Linked DNA regions of Mus musculus: all the other regions are linked to region 1. The links are chromatin contacts, called in public HiChIP or PLAC-seq and promoter capture Hi-C maps. All regions are on one chromosome and are shown on one strand. Each heading gives the region's core, a stretch centred on a gene start, on an enhancer-like site or on the middle of the called end of the contact. The rest is flanking DNA. Distances are from core to core; before and after follow the strand shown.

Region 1 (2,647 bases), core at 102-2,601:
GATAACGAGCAGCACTCAAAAAAGCTCTGAGGCAGACATGTCCTGTGCTGCACAGCTGCCTACCCTACCAAGACTGTTTTGACCGTGACTGCTCAGAGGGCTGAAGCTACTCAGGAGAAGGTGTGGAGGCAGCAGACAATTGGCATATCCAAAGATGAGCCAGGACTGAAAAAATTCTAGGAAACTGTTATTGGGAAAGGAGCTGTTGGGAAGATATTTAAGGCCACAAATTAATGAAGACATCCTACAACTTCAGGTAATCAGAAACTTCCGGACTGGCTCGCTCAGGTATCGATACTGGCTTTCTGAGTCACACCTCCTAGAGTGACACCCCTGAGCTTAGCTGGACTCATCCACCTCTCTACTGCAACCCAGAGACTGGCAGGAAGTCCCTTGAGCACCTTTTGAGGCCTACTATGTAAAAGCCTCCACACTGCTAGGCTTCAGTTAACCCACTTGTCAGTAGTGGAAAACAACAGTTCTTCCCACCTATGTCCATTGAGCGACTATAAACAAAACCTTAGTAATTATTGTGTGACATTGATGTTGTTTTTTAGGCAGCGTGCCTCCGGGACTAGTGAGGACCTAACTTTTTTGTTTGTTTGTTTGTTTTGTTTTGTGTTGTTTTTTCGAGACAGGGTTTCTCTGTGTAGCCCTGGCTGTCTTGGAACTCACTCTGTAGACCAGGCTGGCCTCGAACTCAGAAATTAGCCTGCCTCTGCCTCCTAAGTGCTGGGATTAAAGGCATGAGCCACCACTGCCCGGCTGACCTAACAGGTTTTGATGTTCCGTATTTTTTCTTCCCAGCCCAACAGAAGACTCAGTTTCCCCATCTTGACCCCAGTGGGAGGGGAACACTCCCTTCCATGCCCTGCCCCTGCTCCACACCCACCCCATGCCCTGCTCTGCCTGGTCCCCAGCTCCCTAGCCCATCGCAGAGATGAGCCACTCACAACGTCCCGCCCATCAAGGACCGTCCCTCATAAGCCACGCCCACAAAGATCCTCATCTCTCCAGCCTTGTCCCGGTCCCTATCCTAGAGCAGCGACATCCCAGATCACAGCCTGCTCCATCCTCCTGTCAGCGCTGTCTCCTCCCCATCCCCAGTATTTCTGTCCCACTCTCAATGCTGGCCCCACGGCATCCCAGAAAAGGCTCCGCCCTATCTAGGGAAAGCCCCGCCCCCTCCAGAGAAGGCTCCTCCCCATCCTAGAGTTGGCCCGGCCTCGCCACCACGCCCCGAGAAGACCCCGCGTCATTCCCGTCTTGGTTCCGCGGCTGGGGCGGGTCGAAGTGCAGGCCCCGCCCCATCAGCACAGGCCCCGCCTCTCCCGCGCGCCTGCTCCGCCCAGCCCGGCTGCCCAGACTCGGGAGGCTGCGGCGGGACGCGGGGCGTCATGGCGGCCTCGGAGCGCCGCGCCTTCGCTCACAAGATCAACAGGTAGTGAGAGCGGCCGCGGTCACGGCCACTCTGGGCGGGACGGGCGAGTGCTGGAGATGGCGGGCAGCGGGGGCGTGCCGGGCTCCCCGAGGACTTCCCGGAGGAGGAAGCGCATCCCGGGTCCGTGCGGGCCGGGCTCCGAGAGTGCTAGGCTGCATTCGGACCCTCTTGCCGTCCTTCCCTTCACCAGCCTGGGGAAATTCGCACCCCTCCCCCGCCCAGGGTCCCGGGACCCAGCTGTCTGGAGCTGGGGACAGCTGGGGATAGCCCCTCAGTCTCCTGCCCCAGCCTCTCCCAGCACCGGCTGGGCGTGGGAGGGGGCCGAGGGGGCTGGGGACTGAACCAGCTGGTGGGCAGACAGGGGAGGGACAGGCAACAGATGCTGGGGGATCCCCTTCCATGGACACTGGATTGTGAGAGAGGCTCAAATCTGGGGTAGGTTAGAAATCATCCCAGGTAAATCATCCCAGGTATCCGATCCTCTGGAGACCTGTCTGACCACCTTAGGTGAGAGAAGCCACTCTGTGGGTCCCACCCTGATGGAGACACAAGAAAGTTGCCCCATTCTTGGATTTCGCTCTGGTGGGACAAACATAGATGTGTCCGTGGTATGGTGTGGATGCATAAGACAGGAAAGGGAGGATAGGGTCTCAATGGTAGGCCAGGTAGAGTTAAGCACAGACCTAAAGGAGCGAAGGAAGAGATCTGCCCATCATCCAGGAAAGAAGCAAATGCAAAGGCCCTGGGGCCACAGAGGGACCAATAGGAATAGATTTTATAGGGCCTACGCCTTGTAGGCCAGAAGGACTTTGACTGTGACCCCAAGTGAAGTGAGAGCCACAGAGAGTTCTGGATAGAGGAGGGTTGTGATCTGGGGCAGAGCAGTTGGGCAGTTTTCTGTTTGTTGTCTTGCCTCCTAAGTCCTTATGCCTTTAGCTCAGGTGGGAAAGATGTGCAGAATGATCCTGGGCCTTGATGTAGTGAGGGAGCCCAAGATTTCCCAAGCAGCCTGGTAGATAAATAGATGCTTCTGCACATTCACCTACCTATTGAGTTCTCCCACAACCCCAGATGAACCTGCAACTGAATGGAGTCTTGGTTTTACTTTGTTGTGTTTTGTTAGTCTGGGATGGGGTCACGTAGCCCATGCTGACCTCAGATGCACTATGTAGCCAAGACCGGCCATGAACTCCTGGCCCCCCCTGC
Region 2 (2,647 bases), core at 82-2,581, 240 kb after region 1:
AGCCTGGCTGAACATCATCCCAGCACTTGGGAGGTGGAGGCAGCAAAGTGAGGATGAAGCCAGCCTGGTCTACATGAGGAGCTGGATGTCAGCCTAGGTTATAAGAGTCTGTCTTCAAAATCAGAATAATGATGATGTAGGAACGATTTGCCTAGTTCTTCCCAATCCTAACAGCGAAAGTAATTCCCTTGTACAAAGGAGGAAACCAAGAGGTTTGGCGAGATTAGCGATTTCGCCTAAGGCCACACAGCAAGCTGACAGCAGCCGGCGCTGGGCATCAAACTCAAAGGCTGTCTGTCAGTTCAAACAAAAACTTGTTTCTAGTTCCTGAGGAGTCACTGGAGGTAAAAGGGATCAAGTAGATGTCTTCGGACCCGCACAAAACACTTGCCTTCGGTGTTTTAAAATAAAAAACCCTATCTTAAAAACTGGGAAGGGCCAAGGGACTCAAAAGAAAAACAATGCCGCCGAGAGCAAACGTCCCCAGGCATCTTTCACTTTTTAGGCAAACATTTTGAAGCCATGGAAGAAATTCTTTATTTTTCCTTCAAAATCTGCAATAATGAAATTTATCAAAAAAAAAAATAATAAACATGAAGAAAGTAAGGTCTGGAGACCGAAGAGGGCTCATGACTGTGTCCAAGCTACACTGGGCATCAATAACTGAGGTAAAAATGTTGCTCCCGACGCCCGACCACAGGGCATTGGGATCCCACCCGTTACAAACGAGGCCAGAAAAGCCCACGACACCTAGCCACTGTTCAAAGTTGGGGTCCACAGAAATTAAAGTGGGGGATCTGGATCTCTGAAACGCCAAAGGGAAGAAGCTTTGTCCAAGACCCTACGAGAACGCGCGCGCGGCCTTCACGCGGCCCAGAGCCACCCGCCTCGCCGGCCACAGTCAGGAAGCCGCCGCGGTCTCGCTGCACTGCGGCCTGAGACGCGCGCGCAGGGCTTCTTGACCCTCAGGCGCCGCCGTACCGCGACCCCGCTTTGGTCGCCCAGCTGCCCCCTCCCCCTCCCGGCGCCTCCGCTTCATTCAAACCGTCTTGCCCAAGCCCCGGGAGCCTGGTTCCGCCCGGGAGCCTCCATTCCTTACCTGGAGGTAACGGCGCCGTAACCTTCCTGGCGCCGCCCCCAACCCTCCACGAGGGGTCGGGGACAGAGTGGGCGTCTCGCTTCTCCTCAGGAAACAAAGAAGCCGTCTCCGCCGCTGCCAAGCGAGTGGGAAAGCCTCGCGCGCGCGCCCGCTGGGCTTCGCCAGGCCACCCCCCCCCACCGCACGCGCCCGCCGCGCGCCCCCGCCTCCCTGTCTACCCGCTCCACTTGCCCTGCTTCCGCTGCCCGGCCGGCCTCGTGCGCGCGCCAGCCCACCCTTCCGCTCTCTGCGCGCATGCTCAGCCATTCGCTGTGCGCACGCGTACTAGTCCTTTGAGGGCGCGAGGAGGTGGGCGGGCCCAGAGGCTGCACAAGATCCTGGTGCACCGCCCCTGTGGGGGGCTCGGGGCGGCTCTGCGCAAGCGCACATCTACCTCCCAGGCACGAAACTGGGCCTCAAGCCGGGAGGCATGCGCAGTGGGGGTAGCACTGCGGCGACGCTTAAAGGTTGGGGGAGGGGGTGGGTGGTCCAGATGGGAGATAGTAAGGATGAAATTAAAGTCCTCAGGCTCGGAGCAGTTGGAGCACCCAGGGAGGAAAGAGAAGCGGAGAGATGGCCAAGCTATCCCAGGACCGGCAGAGCCCACGCGGTGCTAAGTGCAGGCCCGGGAAACGCTTTGATCCTGGTTCTGGCGCTGCCCTGCCTGCTCTGCAAGACTCTGCCCTGGCCACATTTCCTGCAGAACCTGCTGAGGCCCAGTAATTAGCTTTACAAATATTTATTGAGCTGCTATCGGCTACTTGCTGCCCTCTATTACAGTCTGTGGGGAGGCAACCGAATGAATAAGTAAAATACAGAGTGTGAGGTAGAAACAGCCATATTCACAATTTAACTTCTGATTTCCAAGAAAGCCATTAGCCTTGGAGCATAGAACTCTGTCCAAATCTGTAGATTCATGCCTCTGGTTGAGTTTTTAAAATATTTGGTAGTGTTCGGGAGGCAGAGGCAGGTGGATCTCTTGAGTTTGTTACCAAGGTGTTACTTGTTTTTGTTGTGTGTCTTTATGGTTTGTTTGTTTGTTTGTTTGTTTGTTTTTATTTTTTTGGTTTTTCGAGACAGGGTTTCTCTGTGTAGCCCTGGCTGTCCTGGAACTCACTCTGTAGACCAGACTGGCCTCGAACTCAAGAAATCCGCCTGCCTCTGCCTCCCGAGTGCTGGGATTAAAGGCGTGCGCCACCACGCCCGGCTGTCTTTAGTTTTTTAAGACGGGTTTTCTTTGTGTAGCCGTGGCTGTCCTGGCACTTGCTCTAGACTAAGCTGGCCTCGAACTCAGACATCTTCCTTCCTGAGTGCTGCATGCATGTACCAATCCAGCTTGGTCTTTTACATAGTGAGGTTCCAGGGCAGCCATGGATACAAAGTGAGACCTTCTCTAAGTAAACAAACAAAAGGGTGTTTTCTGCCACAAAGAACAAAAAAGAATGTTTCAGGCCATTAAATCACTGGCCTGCTACTGCCTCTTAAACGCTAGGGTTACAGACCCAAGAT
Region 3 (2,647 bases), core at 47-2,546, 200 kb before region 1:
TGACTTTAAGATTCTGACCCTTTTGCCTCAGCACCCCCAGTGTTGTGATTCCAGGCTTGTTTATGTGGTGCTAGGGATCGGATCTGGGGTTTCATGGGCTAGTAACTGAACCAATCCTCAACCCATTTTTTTTTAATTTATTACTATTAGTGTGTGTGCATGTGCGTGTGTGTGTGTGTGTGTGTGTGTGTGTGTGTGTGTGTGTGTGTACCATGTAGAGTTGATTCTCTCTTTCTTTCTTTACATGGGTTCAGGGGATCACACTTCAGGTCGCTACCTAGCATGGTGGCAAATATCTTTCATTCCAACACCTGGGAGAGGCAGATGGATACCTGAGCTGGAGGCCACTCTGACCTATCAAGGACGTTCCAGGACAGTCAGTGCTACACCGAGGAACCCTGTCTCAAAAAACAAACAAACAAACATCAGATTTCCAGGCCTGTATGGCAAGAACCTTTTCTTGCTGAGCTATCTTTCCAGCTTCCTGCAGCCTTCTGTTTTGTTTTATTTTATTTTATTTATTTTTGAGAACCGGTCTTATGTAACCCAGGCTGGCTTTGAACTCTTGATCACTCTGACTATCTTCTAAAGTTAGCCTTACATCGTGCTCACCTTACTTTTGTTTTATGTTTGGTTGGTTGGTTGGTTTGGTTTGGGTTTTTTTGTTGTTGTTGTTGTTTGTTTGTTTAGATTTTCTTTTCTTTGTTCTTTAATTAAAAAAAAAAAAACCCAGGGTCTCCTAAGCAGCACGCAACAGCCTGAAGTTTGCTATGTAGCCCAGATCAGCATAAAGTGCTGTGTAGCCCATGCTAGACTCAAACTACCTTCCTGGCTCACCACACCTAGTATTCTAATATCACCAGAGGCCATGTGGAAACAAAAACTGTTCACTTCGGATCTAGCAGAACGGGTCTGGGTCTGAGTGTTTGCCCTTTCCCAGCCCTCCCAGACATCACCCATGCACCCCTGGTTGTGTTTGGGTCACCAAAGGCTGTTTTTTACCCCTTCAGAGTTAGATGCTGGACTGAAGAGGGGAACCCAATTTGTCGGCAAAGCTAAAGTAATACTCGAGAGTGGTGTCAAGACTAGAGTCAGAGTCCGCAGGCAAGAAAGAGCCAAGATCTGATGCCTCATCCTATTCTCTTTTGGCACGCAGAGTCTAGGCCCGCACTCGCTTCCACCTGCCGCGCCGTCGGGAGCCGGGAGGAGGCGGAGACCCACCGTCTCAGCCAATGAGCGACGCCGGCGCTGGCAGCTGCCTCTATAAAGGGCTGGGGGCGGCGGCAGTGCGACCCAGAGCGCGGAGCGCGCAGCGCGGGCCGGTGGGAGGGAGGGAGGGCGGGCGAGAGGAGAGGACCCATCACCCGGCACGGGACAGGCCGAACTGAGGGCCCGCCGCAGAAGGCAGAGCTGCCGAGATCTCAGTCACAGAAAGAGCGACTTCTTCAGGCCCGGCGGGGCCGCGCTCCGGGCACCCTCCACTGCGTGCCCGCTCCCTCCATCCACCTGCCGCTGGGGGTCTGGCCGTCGAAGCGCGCATCCCCAGGCTCGGGTCAGTTCCCGGCCTTCGAAGGCGCCGCCGCCTCCATCTCCTCCTCTGCAGCGGCCGCAGACGCAGACGCCCGGGCGGGACCCCGGCGTGAGCACCAGGCGCCCCCCTAGGAGTGCACGACCCCCGGAGCCGCCCTCGATACGGACCGCGCCCGCCGGGCACACAAGAATGGTCACTGTAGGTACTCCCTTGTCGCCGCGAGACGAACACGGGAGGGAGGGGCGGAGGCTGGCTCCACGGAAACGCGGGGAGTGGGGGGGTAGGACCAGGCCTAGCTAGGCCTAGGGGAGGGGGGGGGGTAGTACCGCGCCTCGGGCCTGAGAGTGGCCAGAGCTGCATCCGGAGTTTTGGGGAGTGGAGCCTGGTTCGAGAGGCTTTGGAAAGCCAGGCTGTGTACAGGGTGCCCTCAGCCACCCGGTGGTCCTTGTGGCTCCTCACTGGAAGGCTGTGGGGGAGGGGCCGCGGCGGCGGAGGATGCTTCCAGCATCCCAGGCCCAGACCCGCAGGCCGCCCAGGAGGACAAGGGCCACGATCTCCCACTGTTGGTCCGGGTAATGCCACTCGGCCTTCTCTGAGAGCTTTTTGGGGGGGAGGGGAGATGGAGAGGCGGGTGGCGTCGGATCGCGCTGCTCTAAGCCCGAGCCGCACCCGAAAGGCGGGCATCTTCGTCCTCGAACCCCGTCGACCTTGCGGCAAGCGGGGAGGGGAAGAGGAGGGGGCGCCCTGAGGCCTCGCGGCGGCCGCCGTGATCCCTTTGTTTCTCCGCCGGGCCGTAGCCTCGCGCGGGGCCTTGGGGCTGCGGGGGGGGGGGTAGTGCGGGAGGGGGGCTCCCCGTTCCCCGGCCGCTGCCTCCGGGTGAGGGCGTCCGGGGCTGCAGCAGTACTCCATAGGGCCTGCTGCACGCGCCCTCCCCGGTCAGGGCTCCGGGCCGCAGGGTGACCTTGAACGCGCCCGCAAATCGGGCCGCCTGGCCGGCGCACGGTTGCTTTCAGCAGCCTCGGAGCTGGTCAGCTCCCGAACTCACGGCCCCGCCCGACATGCCACGCCCTGTCGTGCCACGCCCATCCAGGCCCCGCCCCTAGGCCCCCTGGACCT
Region 4 (2,647 bases), core at 57-2,556, 180 kb after region 1:
TGTGAAGGATGGGAAGAAGACTATGTGATATTAGGCACCAACGTCAACACCTCAGACCACCCTGAAATGGAACGCTAAGGACTCAGAGGTCTTGAGTGACCCTGAAACTGTACACTAAGAATACTAACACATGCTTGCTTTTTAGGCAAGAGTCGAGATTCTCCAAAAGCACAGTTACTCATGATGACCGTGGCTGTGGTCACAGACCTGACTGATGTCTGTCCATCAGCACTTCATAACCTGCAGGTAAGAAGCCCTGACAGAGACACGTGTAACCTCAGGAGTGGGAACACTTCCCAAGGGAGGAGTCCCCAAACACGCAGAAAATACCTACAAGGTGACTGTTTTTTAAAGATGTATTTATTATGTATACAGTGTTCTGTCTACATGTGTCTACAGGCCAGATCTCATTAGAGATGGTCGTGAGCCACCATGTGGTTGCTGGAAATTGAACTCAGGACCTCTGGAAGAACAGCCAGTTCTCTTAACCTTTGAGCCATCTCTCCAGCCTAGAGGTGACTCTTGAGCAAATACTTCTAGAGACTTTAATTTTCAGTCCCATGATGGCTTTGCTAAACATCAGCTGAGATGTACACACCCAAAACTAGAACACCTGTTTCCTTGTCACAGGCCTGGGTTACACTGGGCAACTCCCCCCACCCCCCATAAATACCAGAAAAAGGAAAACTTGACAGATACAGGTGTAAAGACAGTGGCTAGTGAGAAGACCTTAAGTCTTTTTTGTTTGTTTGTTTCGACAGGATTTTCCTTTCTCTGTGTAGCCCTGGCTGTCCTACTTTCTCTGTAGACCAGGTTGGCCTTTACTCAAGAGATTCATCTGCTTTTGTCCCCTGAGTGCACCATGCCTGGCTGTCCTGGAACTCACAGACATCTACCTGGGTCTGCCTCCTGAGTGCTGGAACTATGGCCAGCTCCTTAGCCATTCTTAAGAACATCCTAAGGACTGAGGAGACAGATATGCCCTGCTGTACTCATGACAACCTGAGCTGGATAGCTGGCACTTAGAAGCCAGGCTTGCTGACTGATGTGAGTAACCTCAGAGCTGTGTAGAGAAAAACAGATCTGTGGAGCTCATTAGCCATCATGTCTAAAAGTTAGTGAGCTCCAAGTTCAATGAAAGATACCTCTAAAGCATAAGCCGAGGATAATAAAGGCATCAACCTCTGGCCTATTAACACATGTACACACATGGCCACAATCGTCAGGGACAAGCAGCCTAGCTCTGCCACCAAGAGCCAGGACTCTGGGCTGTGGCCTTACCTCGATGTGCTGGAACATGTAGGGGTGGTTGCAGATCTTACGCAGTTGCATAATAGTGTTCATCAGTGTCTTGGTGCCACCTTTGCCCTGCAGAGGCACATGAGATGGTCAAAACGGAATCCTGCCTTTAGGGCAAGATGGAGGTGGGCAAGATTGGGCAGGGTGGTAGAAGAATGGCCCAGAGCAAGCTGGTGGTTATCTTTGTAGCCCTGTTACGGAAGGGAGTTCTCTGAGAAGACCTAAGAGACTAACTGGCACAAGAACTGAATGGAAGCAAACATAGCAAACAGCAAAGGGTAAGCACACTCACAGTACAGCTACACAAAGAAGGGTACAGTGATCTGTACTAGGGAGGGAAGCAAGGAGCGCAATGCTCCAACGCACAGGTAAGAAAGGGGCTGAACAACAGACACACACCTAAGGCCATGGCTAGGATGCTGGGTACGGATTGCAGGGACTAGTAATTCCCTGGGGGACAAGCCCAGGCTTGCTTAGAGGAGGTGTAGAATGACACTCTTGAGTGCTCCCAAGAGAGCAGTGGCTCCCCCTCCCACTCTTTCCAATGTCGGGATGCCCCCAGTAATAGAAAGAGGAAGGGTGCAGAGGCCATGACAGATAAGGCTGCTGGGTAAGTAAAGTTCCATAGGACTATTCCCACTCTGCATCAGTCAGCCCAGGGCTTCCTGCTGTCTCGAGGAAGGCAGGTACTCAAACAAGGGCAACTCCAGAAAGCAGTCTAGTAAGCATCCTCAAAGGATACATTACAGCTGTGGCTGTTTGAATGCCTGAGGGATGGGGCCAAACGAAGTCTCCTGGGCAGAGTACCAATTCAATTCTCAGATCCCATGGTGCTCTTCATCTACCCTCTCCCTTTAGACAATCGTGAAATAGATAAAGAGGAACCTGGAACAAACCTTCTTGTCCTTCTCGGAGCCGTCAGTCAGCAGCACACCTTTGGCCTGCATGTGACGGTACAGCACACGCTGCAGGGCTGACATGTCGCATTTGATGACATACTCTACCTGTGGAGCAAAGAACACTCTCAGGCCATACAAACTTAAACTGGGTTGCCTGTGCCACCAAGTGGACCCTTGTGACCAGCACTCTGATTAGGACATGGGGTATGAGGGAGGAGCCCTCAAAGTAGGGAGATCTGGGAAGAGGAGGAGATTCTGGGTCAAAATTCTGGAAGGCTTTCCACAGCTTGTCAGAAAATAAACGGTGAAGTCAACCAGAGAGGCAAGCCAAGTGTGGGTGCATAGAGCAGAGGGCCCACACCACTGATACCACTCAGTAGATCCAACCTGAGTCCTAGCCTCTGTCTGTGGACAGGAGTTTGGACAAGGACACAGCAAGCATGAGTGTG
Region 5 (2,647 bases), core at 80-2,579, 140 kb before region 1:
GCCAGTGGGGACCAAGGCAGGGGGTGGGGGTGGGGGTGGGGGAGGGAGGGTCGAAAATCAGAGAGCAGACTGACATAGGAAACAGGTGCTGAATGGGCGTGAGCTTCATAACCAGAGTAGCGAAGCCTGGACTGGGTGGATCTCAGGTGGCAGGGCCTCCGAAACCAGGCAGCGAAGGGTGGGCAGTGATCTCCACCTAGAATCCGGTAGAAACTCAATGTAAGGTGCACGGAGGTGGAACAGAGCCTCACTGCCATCCCACATCTCTCTCCGGCCTCCCCCTACCCCCCCCCCCCGCAGTTCCTGGCCACGCTAGAAGGAAAGCTGCCCCTATACAACACCCGCATCCTTCTGCCCGTCGCCAGTGTCAAGGACAAGTTCTTTGGTCAGTGTGGGCCAAAGGGGGATGAATGGGAGGGGCGCGAGGTGGCCTTAAGTCAAGGCCAAGGAGGAGGTGCATGGTGTGGCGAAGGCTGGGAAGGGAAAAAGAAACGGTCCCTCACCCTCCCCATCACCCACCCCTGCCTCTCTCTGTAGATGAAGAGGAGAGTGAGGATGATGACCGTGATGTGGTGACCCGCGCTGCCTTCAAGCTCCGTTCCCAGAAGTTAATCGAAGCCCGCAGCAAGAAGCGCAATAGGTTGCGCAGATCTTAGACTCGCAGTCAAGTCCTATCGGATGCCTCCGGGACTCTAGGGAGCCCTCCGACCCTCTGGGTCCACCTACGGGTGGTGTGTGTCTGGGAGCCCCGGAGGCTCCTTCAAGGGCTTGGAGGAAGCTCAAGCAGGGAGCACCGCAGGCCAGCAGCGCCCGGAGGAGAGAAAAGGCCGAGCCAGAAGTTCCCACAGTAAATCTCTCGAGGCGGGTTGGTGCCCGCCTCGGAATCGCGCAATAAAGGTCACTGAACAACCCCCTGGGTATTCACCTCTTTTTGACCCTGCACCGCCCCCAAAAGGCTGCCCCCACAAAATGCAGGGCCACAGACACTTCGCGGCTTCTAGCCTGAGATGGCATGGCTTCCATCACCTATGGTACAGATTCAGTGTGCCCTCCTTCTCCTCCAGACATAGGAGACACCCTCGACACCTGGGATTGATCAACCCCAACCTAGTATAAAGCACTTCCCTCCCAGGGACACAGACCTGTTGTCGTGTCCCCTGCACCCATATGTCTGAGTGACAGATTGACCCGCACTTCTGGGAAGGAACGGGACTTCTAGGCTAGCCTGGGTGCGGGGATGGGGTCCGGCTGGGGACCTCTGGAATTGTGGGACCGCCTTGCCCAGCCCCGCCCCACGACTGGACGCTCGGCTGCCCCGCCCCACTGCCCGCTGGCCCTTCCGCTTCACTCAGCGGCGCCAGGGAGCAGGACGGGCACCGGGGCCATGGAGAGGACAGCGGGCAAAGAGCTGGCCCTGGTAAGAGGAAGCTGGGGATCCTCGGACCCCACGTCCCTAGTGTACCCCCAGATTCAGAAACTCCAGGCGACCGCCCCTCGTTTTCTAATCTTTCTGCAAAATGGATGTGCCTTGGAGTCCCCATTTGGGGATTCAGAGTTCCTGACCCCGTGAAGCGGCTAGTTTGGGGGATGGGGACGGGGGTCTGAGGAATCTCAGGAGGAGGTGACAGATTCTTTGTGACATTGGACTCTGGGATATCCCCAAATGATACTCCATCCACTCAAGACCTGGGAGAAGGGTATCCGTGGCGAAGACCTGGGATCCCACCCCGAGTCTTGAATACTCTGTTCGGGAAAGTGGGCCAAACATAAAGGCAGGGGGCTGAAGCCGGAGGGACTTCCCTGAGCCCGCCTCCACATCCAGGCGCCGCTGCAGGACTGGGGCGAGGAGACCGAGGATGGCGCCGTGTACAGCGTCTCCCTGCGGCGGCAGCGCAGCCAGCGCTCGACCCCAGAGAGGTCTGGAGAAGGCCAGGTGAGGAAGGGACTGAGGCGAGCAAGTGAGGGCGGACTCAGCTCAGGGGCCTGGGAGTTGGGAGGAGAGGGGGAAGCTGGAGAGCTGAGGGTGAGCCTCCCTAGAACTACGGGGCCAGGAGGAAGGGCGGAGCTAAGAGGCGACCAGGTGTGTGGAAAGGGCCTGGGGGCGGCCAGGTGACTTGGTTTGAATCCAGGAAACGGGGTGGGGCCAGGTGATAGCGCTCCCCCCAAAGGCGAAACTGACCGGCAGGGTGCAGGAAAGCAGAACGGAGGAGCGGCCAGGTGGTGATGGGTGGGACTCAGGCTTGGCCAGTGAAGCTTGGCTGCAAAACTGCCTGAAGCCTGGGGTGGCGGGGTGAGGAGGGCACAGAGGGAAGTGCTAGAGTAGTGGGGTGTCCTGCGGGGTTGATGTGAGCATTGCATGATTGGTGTATATTTAGGGAGTCTCGGAGTTTCAGAAAAGGACACAGTCACACCCCCCCAAAAAAAGTGCCAGAGATGGGTATAATTGGAAACAAGGTGCTTGGAACGCTCCTCACCTTATTTCATTCACTGCCCCACTCCCCCGCAGACCCCCATCCCGGCTACCGACACCTTCCTTCATTACCGAACCAGCAAGGTGCGGGCGCTGAGGGCCGCCCGACTGGAGCGGCTGGTGCATGAGTTGGTGTCCGGAGACCGCGAGCAGGATCCTGGCTTCGTGCCTGCCTTC

The links. HiChIP or PLAC-seq counts read pairs in DNA pulled down with a chosen protein or histone mark. Capture Hi-C pulls out chosen DNA fragments and counts their contacts.
Region 2: a contact with region 1 is called in an H3K4me3 HiChIP or PLAC-seq map of embryonic stem cells, with 12 times the contacts expected there. The contact joins the promoter of Smarca4 here to the promoter of Dock6 in region 1. A contact is called at or near these places in 6 of 39 promoter capture datasets (embryonic stem cells, frontonasal cranial neural crest, hippocampal neurons and 3 more), 15 of 484 Hi-C or Micro-C datasets (CD4 T cells, the G1E-ER4 cell line, Th1 cells and 9 more), 23 of 115 datasets of contacts at active chromatin or transcription factors (bone marrow-derived macrophages, craniofacial prominence, embryonic hindbrain and 7 more) and 4 of 9 other capture datasets (adipose tissue, embryonic stem cells, liver and 1 more).
Region 3: a promoter capture Hi-C map of liver shows a contact between it and region 1. The contact joins the promoter of Elavl3 here to the promoter of Dock6 in region 1. A contact is called at or near these places in 11 of 39 promoter capture datasets (3T3-L1-derived adipocytes, the HPC-7 cell line, HPC-7-derived erythroid cells and 6 more), 1 of 15 datasets of contacts at CTCF or cohesin (pro-B cells), 31 of 484 Hi-C or Micro-C datasets (the 63-12 cell line, B cells, the Ba/F3 cell line and 20 more), 9 of 115 datasets of contacts at active chromatin or transcription factors (embryonic basal ganglia, embryonic forebrain, embryonic hindbrain and 5 more) and 4 of 9 other capture datasets (adipose tissue, embryonic stem cells, liver and 1 more).
Region 4: an H3K27ac HiChIP or PLAC-seq map of embryonic stem cells shows a contact between it and region 1, with 3 times the contacts expected there. The contact joins the enhancer-like site here to the promoter of Dock6 in region 1. A contact is called at or near these places in 3 of 39 promoter capture datasets (the C10 cell line, liver and stem cell-derived epiblast-like cells), 4 of 115 datasets of contacts at active chromatin or transcription factors (double positive thymocytes and embryonic stem cells) and 2 of 9 other capture datasets (adipose tissue and embryonic stem cells).
Region 5: an H3K4me3 HiChIP or PLAC-seq map of embryonic stem cells shows a contact between it and region 1, with 4 times the contacts expected there. The contact joins the promoter of Rgl3 here to the promoter of Dock6 in region 1. A contact is called at or near these places in 2 of 39 promoter capture datasets (the HPC-7 cell line and embryonic stem cells), 1 of 484 Hi-C or Micro-C datasets (Th1 cells), 4 of 115 datasets of contacts at active chromatin or transcription factors (differentiating embryonic stem cells and embryonic stem cells) and 3 of 9 other capture datasets (adipose tissue, liver and pancreatic islet).

Annotation. Positions count from the first base shown.
Region 1 is chr9:21,851,339-21,853,985 of GRCm38.p6, reverse strand. Dock6 (dedicator of cytokinesis 6) reads left to right here and starts at 1,351. Exons shown (of 50, transcript NM_177030.3): 1 at 1,351-1,441. The coding sequence starts at 1,398.
Region 2 is chr9:21,614,853-21,617,499 of GRCm38.p6, reverse strand. It overlaps Smarca4 (SWI/SNF related, matrix associated, actin dependent regulator of chromatin, subfamily a, member 4), which reads right to left and starts at 1,331. Exons shown (of 34, transcript NM_001174078.1): 1 at 1,100-1,331.
Region 3 is chr9:22,050,672-22,053,318 of GRCm38.p6, reverse strand. Elavl3 (ELAV like RNA binding protein 3) reads left to right here and starts at 1,296. Exons shown (of 7, transcript NM_010487.2): 1 at 1,296-1,729. The coding sequence starts at 1,721.
Region 4 is chr9:21,669,205-21,671,851 of GRCm38.p6, reverse strand. It overlaps Smarca4 (SWI/SNF related, matrix associated, actin dependent regulator of chromatin, subfamily a, member 4), which reads right to left. Exons shown (of 34, transcript NM_001174078.1): 21 at 2,196-2,303; 22 at 1,282-1,368. Among named protein-coding and RNA genes, the nearest start is that of Gm26511, 53 kb to the left of the region's middle. Within about 2 kb of position 1,306, at least 19 of the 459 cell types and tissues checked have an H3K27ac peak or open chromatin away from gene starts, as enhancers often do. A contact at or near this core is called in embryonic stem cells, liver and stem cell-derived epiblast-like cells, where this site is marked.
Region 5 is chr9:21,988,135-21,990,781 of GRCm38.p6, reverse strand. Rgl3 (ral guanine nucleotide dissociation stimulator-like 3) reads left to right here and starts at 1,329. Exons shown (of 19, transcript NM_023622.4): 1 at 1,329-1,417; 2 at 1,823-1,933; 3 at 2,507-2,647. The coding sequence starts at 1,385. Ccdc151 (coiled-coil domain containing 151) reads left to right here. Exons shown (of 13, transcript NM_029939.3): 12 at 301-385; 13 at 538-911. The coding sequence ends at 656. It overlaps Gm36414 (a long non-coding RNA gene), which reads right to left and starts at 1,286. Exons shown (of 2, transcript XR_379185.4): 1 at 1,143-1,286; 2 at 74-196.